2 separate regions of the Arachis hypogaea genome follow, and region 1 is linked to region 2. Evidence: chromatin contacts called from public Hi-C data. All regions are on one chromosome and are shown on one strand. Each heading gives the region's core, a stretch centred on a gene start, on an enhancer-like site or on the middle of the called end of the contact. The rest is flanking DNA. Distances are from core to core; before and after follow the strand shown. Region 1 holds the start of LOC112777313 (serine/threonine-protein phosphatase PP1 isozyme 2). Region 2 has its middle 14 kb from the start of LOC140182344.

The links. A called contact is a pair of places that touch in the nucleus more often than the background predicts.
Region 1: a Hi-C map of leaf shows a contact between it and region 2, with 4 times the contacts expected there. The contact joins the promoter of LOC112777313 here to the enhancer-like site in region 2. A contact is called at or near these places in 2 of 8 Hi-C or Micro-C datasets (both in leaf).

The regions. Positions count from the first base shown.
Region 1 is chr19:127,518,624-127,524,009 of arahy.Tifrunner.gnm2.J5K5, forward strand. It overlaps LOC112777313 (serine/threonine-protein phosphatase PP1 isozyme 2), which reads right to left and starts at 1,859. Exons shown (of 4, transcript XM_025821658.3): 1 at 496-1,859; 2 at 1-411. The coding sequence starts at 670.
Region 2 is chr19:127,366,253-127,371,557 of arahy.Tifrunner.gnm2.J5K5, forward strand. No RefSeq gene overlaps it. Among protein-coding and RNA genes, the nearest start is that of LOC140182344, 14 kb to the left of the region's middle. Within about 2 kb of position 2,974, at least 2 of the 3 cell types and tissues checked have open chromatin away from gene starts, as enhancers often do.

The DNA.
Region 1 (5,386 bases), core at 609-3,108, 150 kb after region 2:
GACCACTGTCGGGCACTTGGACCGGACGGCGCAAAGTCCTTATCCGGTTCAAGTTGTGCAATTCAGGGGAGAGTCCACCATGCATGCAGAGTATCTTGTCGTCGATAAGAGCCGCCACGGGCAAGCAGTTGAAGCAATCCGTGAATGTTTTCCACAGCTTCACACTGTATCTTCTCTTGCATTCGTCGTAGAAACCGTAGATACGGTTTATGGAAGCGCATTCATGGTTTCCCCTGAGGAGGAAAATGTTCTGAGGGTATTTGATTTTGTATGCTAGAAGAAGAGATATTGTCTCAAGACTTTGGTTTCCGCGATCAACGTAGTCTCCTAAGAATAAGTAATTGGAACGAGGTGGGAAGCCACCATTTTCAAAGATTCTCAGAAGATCATAATATTGACCATGGATATCCCCTGGTTCATTGAAATAATTGCAATTAGTAGTTATTCTGCTTTGCCATAGTCATCACTATTTCATACTTAGGAAGAGAAACATACCACAGATCTTGATTGGTGCATCAAGTTCCAAAAGGTTAGGTTGTCTCAAGAAGATGTCCTTGGAGACAAGGCATAGCTGCCTGATCTCAGCCTCAGAAAGCTGCACTTGCTTCCCCGGTTTGCCTCTTATTTCTAGAAGCCTGTTGATTATGCCATCCACAACCCCACGTTCCATTTTTCTTCTTCTTTCAAACTTTATTAATATGTGTGTCACAAAAACAAGTGCTAAAAAAGGACAACACAACAAACAACAAACAACCAAAAACCGTTTTATGTTATGGGGTTGGGGTGTGTTACGTTTCTTACATTTATATTGCCATCATCCTCATCATGGCATGGAGAACGATTGAGTTTGAAAACAATTATAAAGACGCGAATTATTATCACTTTAGCTCTCTTTTTTAAGATAAAGATAAGGATGCCTTTATTGCTTTATGAGTTTTGTGGTTTGCATAAATAAGTGTTTATTTGTGTTTTATGGTTGATATATAGTGGTTAATTCATTATATATATATATATATGGGGTTAAGGGTGGCCGTTGAAAGCTGAAAAAGCTAGGGAAGCATATATTCGGATTAATATTAATGAGTACTAGATTTCAAATGAAGGGGAATGGAAGATTGTGAGAGGGAAATTATGTATATACCCTACTTAATGTTGTAGAATAAGTATATAAAATGAAGCACTGATTTAATGATCATTACTAAACTAAGTGTACACTAAATTTAATTATTTATGTAAAATATATATTAAAATATAAAATATATATTAAAAATAAATTAAAATACATATTTATACATAGATATATAATAATTAATTTTAATGTGCAGTTAACACTTTTTAGTTATTTAAATATACAACTATTGACTATAGTTATAATTTTATAATACAAAAAGAAAAGAAAAGAAAGTAAGAAGAGGAAGAATATGATGTAATATGAGTGGGGAAGTGTTTGTGGTGGTGAGTGGGCCCTAGAGAAGAAGGGACCTAATGGGAAGTTGAAAAGGGGAAAGATGGAAGACAAATAATAAGGAGAACGCCGAAGGGGTTGATGCATGACGCGGTTTGAATTTGCATACGAAAAGGTTTAGGGCCAGCAATTTTTATATTTTGTGGTTAGTATTTAATTATCAAAAAAAAAGTGAGTGATCTTTTATTATTAAATGTAATCTCATACCATTAAAAATATTATTAATAACCAATTAATGATTATAAAATATAAAAATTACTGACCTCTAACACTCCTCATTTGCAGATAGTGGCAAATTGGTTTGGTAGCTTGCATGCTAAGGTATGGGGCACTTGTTCTCTCTGTCTTGTGCCAAACTAAGAAAGCGAGAAGCCGAGAACACAAGTTGATTGTCTAACACTACCCGCCATCCACACATATATCTAGTGGTCATGGTTTTCTAGGAAACTTCTCTTTGCTAACTAATTAATCAATCATAATTCTTACCATCCGAATAGAGAACCAACAAAAGGTGCAGTTGATTGTAGCCATTAGTAGTTTTTTTATTTTTTCTTTTTAATTTGTTCAAAAAGAATGTAAATTCAAATTATCATAAAAAATATTTAAAATTTAATAAAAAAAATTTAAAATTTTTAAAAATTTAATCTTAATAATAACAATTATGTAAAATTATTTTAAAATTTTATTTTAAATATTTCAAAATCATTTTTAAAATTTTAGAATTTATTTTAAACATTCAATTATTTTTTAAATTCTAAAATTTATTTAAAAAATTCCAAAATTATTTCTAAAATCATCTTATAATTTTTTAAATTAATTTTAAAAATTCAAAATCATCTTAAAAATGTTACAATTTATTTCAAAAAAATTCTAAAAGTATTTTAAAAATTTTTAATAGAAAAAATCTGAAACGTAATTAAAAAAATCTAAAACCTAACAAAAAAGAAATATTCAAAATTATTTTAAAAATTTCAAAACATAATAGAATGAGACATCTAAAAAATATTTAAAAAATATGAAAAAATTAAGAAAAAACATCTAAAATTATTTAAAAAATCATCCAAAATTCAAAACAAAACAAAAAAAAATCGAAACATAAGAAAAAAATATCCAAAACTTAGGAAAAAGAAACATCAAAAACCAATAAAAAGAATAATGCAAAACCAAACAAGAAAAAATCCAAAACATAACAAAACCTAGCAAAAAACAAGATAACCGAAACCTTTTAAAAAAATTTTTGGAAAGAACATCAATTCAAATTATCATGAGAAATATCCAAAACTTAATGAAAAAATATCAAAATTTTAGAAATAAATCTAAATATTTAAAAAAGTCCAAAATTTAATAAAATGAGACATCCAAAATTATTAGAAAAGAAACATCTGATAACTTAAAAAAGAAACATCCAAAACTATAAAAAAAATTCTAAAATCAAAGAGGAAAAAATCCAAAACAAAGAAGAAGAAAGGCGTCGCCGTAGCAACAGGCACAAGGTGAAGAAGAAGTCACGACAGACCCGAAATGAAAAAGAAGAAGAAGAAAGTCATCGTCGGCAACCTGTGACTCGTGCGGATGGAGGGGAAAGTCCGCGATGACGATGACGATGACGAGGTGGGGGATGCACTGCGTGGATGGCGCGAGCGTCTTCCTCACTAATTCTTCTTTCACGAGCGCCCCTGCGTGAACGGCAATGAAGGCAGTGGTTGCCACTGCGGCTGATTCCATCACGGAGAAGGGATGATAAATCTCTGACCGACGCAGCGACAGCTTTCTTCTATTTGCGAGGGCACAACTAGAAAATTGCTTAATACAGATAGATTTAGTCTTTATTACAGACGGATTTTTGGTTACCGACGAAATTACCGACGGATTTTGTCCCTCTGTAAAAGCCTCGTTGGAAATTATTTACTGACGGATTTTTTCGTCGGAAAATTACCGACGGATTTTTACCAGTTACCGACAAATTTTTTCTCGGTAAATTCTCCCCTCTATTTCCCTGAAACGTCGAACTTTTTGACAAATTTTTCCTCGGTAATTAGAGACGGATTTTCCGTCGGTAATTAGCAACAGATTTTTTGACGGATTTTCTGTCGGTAATTGGAGCCTTGAAAAATCACTCCAAACTCTGAATACAGATAGAAAATCTGTCTGTAAATCTGTTAGTAAGGTAAAATAATTTTTTTTTAGATTTTTTAATTACAAAATAAACCTATTTTCATACAAAATAAATATAAATTTAATAAATACAAATTTTTGTCTAATTTGTATTCGAATATTTATAATACTTCAAAAATAAACAAATTCATCGTATTATCAAACTAAGAAAAGTACTATAAACAAGCAAGTCAATATAATTCAAAACATAAACAAAGTGTATTGATACATCAACTATAATTCTCAGTGTATTGTTCAACCGTACTAAATTTATCAGCTATAATTCATAACATTGTATTATATGAGAAAAATTACATTATGCAAATCTCTACAAGTCAATCAACCAGTATATCCCGCGCATGCTTTGAGTAATGTCGTGTTGCTTTATATCTCTTAATGAAATTGGAAAAGGGATACACTTCTTGCCTGAAAATATTTCAAAATTCTGCATGTCAGTAAAAGTACACAGCAGTGAAAAATACATGAAAAAACGTCAATAGTAAAAGTTATTCAAAAAATGGCATTTATAACGCCAAGCGGCACCTACTACTACAAGGTAATGCAGTTCGGGTTAAAAAATGCGGGAGCAACTTATCAAAGGCTAATGAGTAAAGTCTTCAACGAACTCATCGGAAAGTCAGTAGAGGTGTATATGGACGACATCCTGGTAAAGACCAGCAAGTCAGAAGACCTAGTTGGGGACCTAAAGACCGTGTTCGCGTCCCTCCGATGACACAATATGAGACTTAACCCCCTCAAGTGCGCCTTCGCCATGGAGGCCAGAAAGTTCTTGGGATTCATGATAACCCAGAGGGGAGTAGAAGCCAACCCTTAGAAGTGCAAAGCGATTTTGCGAATGACGAGCCCGGGGTGCATTAAAGACGTGCAGAGATTGGCCGGAAGACTTACGGCCCTATCCCGTTTTCTCGGTGCATCGGCAGCCAAAGCCCTTCCATTCTTCATTTTGATGAAAAAGGGATAGGTTTCAAGTGGACCCCAGTATGCGAGGAGGCTTTCAACCATTTCAAGAGCATACTCTCGGCACCCCCAGTTCTCGGCAAATACAAGGATGGTGAGACATTGTTCTTGTACTTGGCAGTAACGGACGAAGCCTTGGCAGCCATTTTGGTATGAGAGGAAGGAAGAATCCAACAGCCAGTCTATTTTGTTAGCAAAGCACTGCAAGGGGCAGAAGTAAGATATAGTAAGTTGGAAAAGCTAGCGTATGCACTCCTGACTTCATCTCGAAGGTTGCGACAATACTTCTAGGGTCATCGAGTGATCGTTAGAACGGATCAAGTGATACGCCAGGTCTTGCAAAAACCCGACCTTGCGGGACGGATGATGACTTGGGCAATCAAGCTATCCCAATATGACCTACAATGTGAGCCCAGACATGCAATCAAGGCCCAGGCCATGGCAAACTTTTTGGTGGAAGTCACGGGAGACCCTTACGAAAACCCCGGGCACACGGTGGAAACTCCACATTGACGGAGCTTCCAACCAGACATTTGGGGGCAGAGATAATCCTCGAAAGCCCGACAGGGATAGTATACGAGCAGTCCGTCAAGTTCGAGTTCCCGGTCTCCAATAACCAGGCGGAGTACGAGGCCATAATTGGCAGCCTGCTGTTGTCAAAAGAAGTCAGGGTCACAAGAGAAGAGGTGAACAACAATTCTCAAGTCGTCACCTCCTAAATCAATGAAACTTATCAAGCTATAGACCCTCTGCTATAAAAATACCTAGAAAAGGTTAGGGGTGTAACCC
Region 2 (5,305 bases), core at 1,724-4,223:
ATTCGATGCTGTGATTCGTGTATTAAGTGTTTTCAGGGTTTATAGGGCAGGAATGGCTGAGAGGATGAAAAGAAAACATGCAAAAGTGGAAGGAACACAAGAAATTAAAGTTTTGAGGAGCTGCTATCTACGCGCATGCATGGCTGCCGCGTACGCGTGACCGAGCCATAACCAAATGCCGCGCACGCGTGGCTGACGCCTACACGTGGCTAGTGCAAAGTCCAGCGTCGTGTACGCGTGCTGAGCGTCACGTGCTGCAATTAACAGAAAACGTTGGTGGCGATTTTTGGGCTGCTTTTGGCCCAATTTCAAGCCCGAAAATGAAGATTAGAGGCTGCAGAGTGGGACGAATCAACGATTCACAATTCAATTTTCATTCATTCACACTTTAGTTTTTAGATGTAGGTTTCTAGAGAGAGAGGCTCTCTCCTCTCTCTAGGTTTTAGGGTTTTTAGTCTTATTTCTTCTTAGCTTCAGAATTTTATCTTGCTTTAATTTAGTTTTCTTCTACCTTTTATTGTTCTAGTATCTTAGTTTATCTTCTTTTGTTGATTTCTTTATTTTCCCAATTTAGTTTATGAATTCTTCTTGTTAGATTCAATTTCCTTTTAATGCAATTTGAAGTATTTCATGTTTATTGCTTCTTTCTTTAATTGTTGGTTATTGATTCCTTGCATGTGTTAGTCTTATATTTTACCATCTCTTATTAATTTTCTATGCTTTTATTTTGTTCCTTCCAAATGTTTGATAAAATGCTTGGTTGGATTTTAAAATAGATTTTTATGTTCTTGACTTGGATTGATTAATTAGAGACTCTTGAGTTATCAAAATTCTTTTGTTAATTGGTGATTGAAAGTTGCTAGTTGGCTTGAGCCTCACTAAATCTAGTCTTTGATTAGAACTTGTGAACTTAAGTCGATTTTACTCGATTGACTTTCCTTCATTTGTTAGAGGATAACTAAGTGAAAGCAATTTACATTAACCATCACAATTGACGATGATAATGAGGATAGGACTTCTAATTCTCTTTCTTTGCTAAGAGCTTTCTTAGTTATTAGTTTATTTTCTTGCCATTTTATTTTCTTGTTTCTTATTACAAAACCCAAAAGTATACTTTTTCATAGCCAATAATAAACTACACTTTCCTGCAATTCCTTTGAGAGACGACCCAATGTTTAAATACTTCGATTAATTTTATTGGGTTTGCTTAAGTGACAAATAATTTAAACGTTGACCGAGTATAATTTGTTGGTATAGAACTATACTTGCAATGCGATATTTTTATGAAATTCTTTACCGACAATTTTCTTCCGTCATTTATAGCTTTCTGATAAGTTTAGTTTCAATTTTAAATGGTTTGTAACAATTTAGCTTGTTGTAATTTTTTTAATTTGAAAATTCAGTTTTGTGGGGATTTTAAATCGCTACAAAAATTTCAAAAAAATTATCAAAAAAATTCAACTCAGTCTCCACAAAGCAGATAAAGAACTGCCATAAAATTATGTCCTGGGAGTTCTACCAAACTGCCACAAATAAGCTTGTGGTACGTTAAATATTGGAGGTTTGGAAACTCCCACTAACCTTTTGGTGGACGTTTCAAACCCCCATAAACAAAAAAAAAAAACGTCACAAATCAAATTGAACCTTGTAGTGAGTCATTGTTAGCTGTGCATGAGTAAATCGAATAAACAAGAATACCATCTAATTAAGAATAATCAACATATATAATTATCTACATACCTATTAAATTAAACATCTAATATATTTATTATTCACATTGTTTAATATTCTCGTTGTTTCTTATACTTTTTCAAAAAAAAACTAATAATAACAACCTTTTTCAAAGCTAAGGTAGCATTTTCTCTTTTTTATTGAAACGAATCTTGTTATATAATGCTCTTAATTAGTATACAGTGGTTACAACTTTTAATATAATTCTTTTTATACAAAATTAAATAATTAAACCTTTTAATATTTTTGTAATTTATTTCTTAAAAAATTAAATTCAATTATTTTAGTATCTCAAATTTAATTATTCTAATAACTAATTACTTTGTTAAAAAAATTATGAAATAACATATATAAAATATAAATAAATACATAATAATTGATAAAATATTAATTTTTGTATTCATTGTGCATTTTTTGCGTATTTTATCACAAAATATAAAAAATATTGAGTACTTCGTATTCATATACAGTGACAAACACTTATCCTAAAATTAAAATATAATTTAATGTTATAGTGTAACTATTCGGAAGAGATTTTTTTGTGGGAAGGGGGTTTCTAGAAGTCTTGAGTGTATATAATTCCAAAACATGAGTCACATTAGTAGGAAGTTGCTTTGTAATTGCCCCATACATACCGTATAATTCACTCGCCCCATATACTGAAAATCACATCCTTAATTTCAAATATATAAATTAAAGGATAGCGATTGGCATAAGAGGTGATGATGATTCGTGAATGCCTATTGTCTAAATTCAAGCGACCACAAACTTCAAATAGGCATAATCCAATTCCATCAAGGTTTAGTTAATATATGTTTTAATTAAAGATATATGATAAATTTATTATTAATAAAAAATTTTAAATATTTTATTTAATAAATATAAATAAATATATTAAAAATTTAATTTTTTTTATAATTTTTTTTATTTTATAATTTTAATATATACTCTAAAATCACATAATAAATAAATTCTTCCATCACAATCACCAATGCATGTCCTTTAGTAAAAGGTCTTTATTGGTAAACCGCGTATTTAGTATTCATGAGTCATGACATTTGGTTTTAAATTGGAATTTGCGTTGCAATAATTAACAACATTAACATCATTGTCCACGCGGTTTTACTTTGTGTACCTATCCATCAACATAATTCAATAGGTTAGGTCCCCATATGTAGAATTATAGAAAGATGCACATATATAAATGTTCCATACGCATACAGTACGGATAGGACACGGTTATTTAACCTCTTTCCCTTTGTCGTTACCATAAACAGAATGCAAGATACAACTAAGAGTAGTATTCACGTATCATACATCTCAAATTATGGTTGTAGAAATACTAATTGTTAAATAGGAGTATTTTTATTTTAAGAAATAAATAAATTGTTAATGATATTTATTCATTTAATAATTATATAAGATATTCTTTTAATCGTAATAATTGTTATATATAAGGCTGACTTTGAACTTAATTATTTATTTAAATATTTTATTAAATAGATTAATGAAAAGAAAGAAAAAAGTGCACGTAAGGCATGTTTTACGTTCACACTAGTAGAAAACTTTAAAGAACACATTAAAAACTAATAAAAAAAAATCAAAACGTTATTAATATATTATTTTCTTTCTGTTAATTTGTTATGTGCTGTAGCCTCATTTGATGTTATCATATGTGACGGCTATTTTTTTTATTTTTCTAAATATTAATTTATTTAATTTATTAAACTAAAATATAAAAATTATTACATACCATATAATAAGCTATATTTATTTTTCATTGTTTTGTTAGAGTGAAAAGTTAAAAAAAAAAAGTTCAAAAAGATAGATATAGCACTCATTGAATTTTTTTTTCCTCCAATATTAGATGAAAAATAAAAAAAAAATACCACTTTATCATATTCTAATATTATTCAGTTATTTTTAACTATATATATATATATATATATATATATATAGAATAAAATTATCTTTTTATAATATTATATATTTTTTTAATTTTTTTATCTAAACATAAAAATTTACTCAACTTCTTTTTTTTTTTTTTCCTTTTTCTTTATTTCTTTTGTTTTCATTTATTTTTTTTAACCAAACAAAACTTTATAAAAAATTTAAAACTATTAAAATAGACTAAATCCATCATGCCAGCCTATTTATTTGGTTTAAACAACATACTTTTACTCTAAAATTAGATCTAACGAGTAATTCTTTTTTTATATTTAAAAAAACAGTATTTTTTAAATATTTTTCTTGATTCCATCCAAAGACTTGACTCGCACTAATAATAATGTTTTTTTTTTTGTCCAAAACTAACTTTTTTTTAGAAAAATTTGAACCCAAAATTGAATTTGTCGAAACTTTTTCTTAAACAAAAATTTAATAGGTTATCTCATATATTTCGTGAGGTTGACTATAAACAGTCCAAGTCTAAAAACTAACACTCTTCAACAAATAAAAAATAAACAAGTTAACCCCTATAATTCACAAATTTAAGTGGGCCAAATTTAATTAGGCTGAACTAGACCATTTAATGGGCTTACAATAATGTAAAAACAATAATAATGTAGGATTAAGAATTGAGCATAAAAAATATAGCTCGAAAGTATCGTCATATTTGTATTCTAATGTAGCTATTTTAGAATCAAGGAATATGATTTAAAAGTATCATTTTAAAAATTCACAAAATTATTTTTGTCAAAATAATATTATTTTTTATAGTTATGCTATATATTATTTAACCAAAATTTATTTTTCTTGCATTATGTGTGAAAAGTAATTAATTACTTCGATGAGTAATATATATGATATGAATTTACCTAAATGATTTATTACTTTTATTTTAACTACATATTTAATCAAGGATACATGTTATGTCTTTGCAATTTCAAAAATAGAAAAAAAATACTAATATATAAATTAAAAAATATTTTGTTATGGGTTTTGATATTCAGAAATCATAACTCACAAGATAGATGCGTACATGTATATATGATGTATATACGATGGAGAGAGATTAATATAACTTGTCGAAACTAGAAAAATAAAATAGTGATGTGGCAAAATAATTGATCGAACAAATATATATATCACCATCAGTATACAAATATTGTGTCGATATGTGTAATAATGTGTTTCCACGAATATCTTTTTTTTTTTTTGTTCCTACGGTATCCCCCAACCCGACAGGTCAAAGACTAATTCGTTGTGGTACTGAGCTCCATTTAAAAATTTGTTATTGGCCAATAGATTGCTGCATGCACAAGGTGGGATTCGAACCCCAACACTACTCTCTCGTGCCATCATATTCCTTACATACAAAAAGAAAAACATATTTCATATTCATTATGATACAAAAAAAAGCGAGCTAGCCAGGTTGGATAAAAATCAAGCATGGCGGCTTGACCAGTCACAACTTGGTCTTTTTTTTTTTGTCAGGTAGATTGGACAACCCCCAATTTTAGGTACCTCAAATGAATTGGACAACTCCCAATCCTAGGTACAACACATACACCCACACGCTCCTCACATACTTACCATTTTTTCTTCCTCGATTGTCATTGGTAGGAGTTGAGTC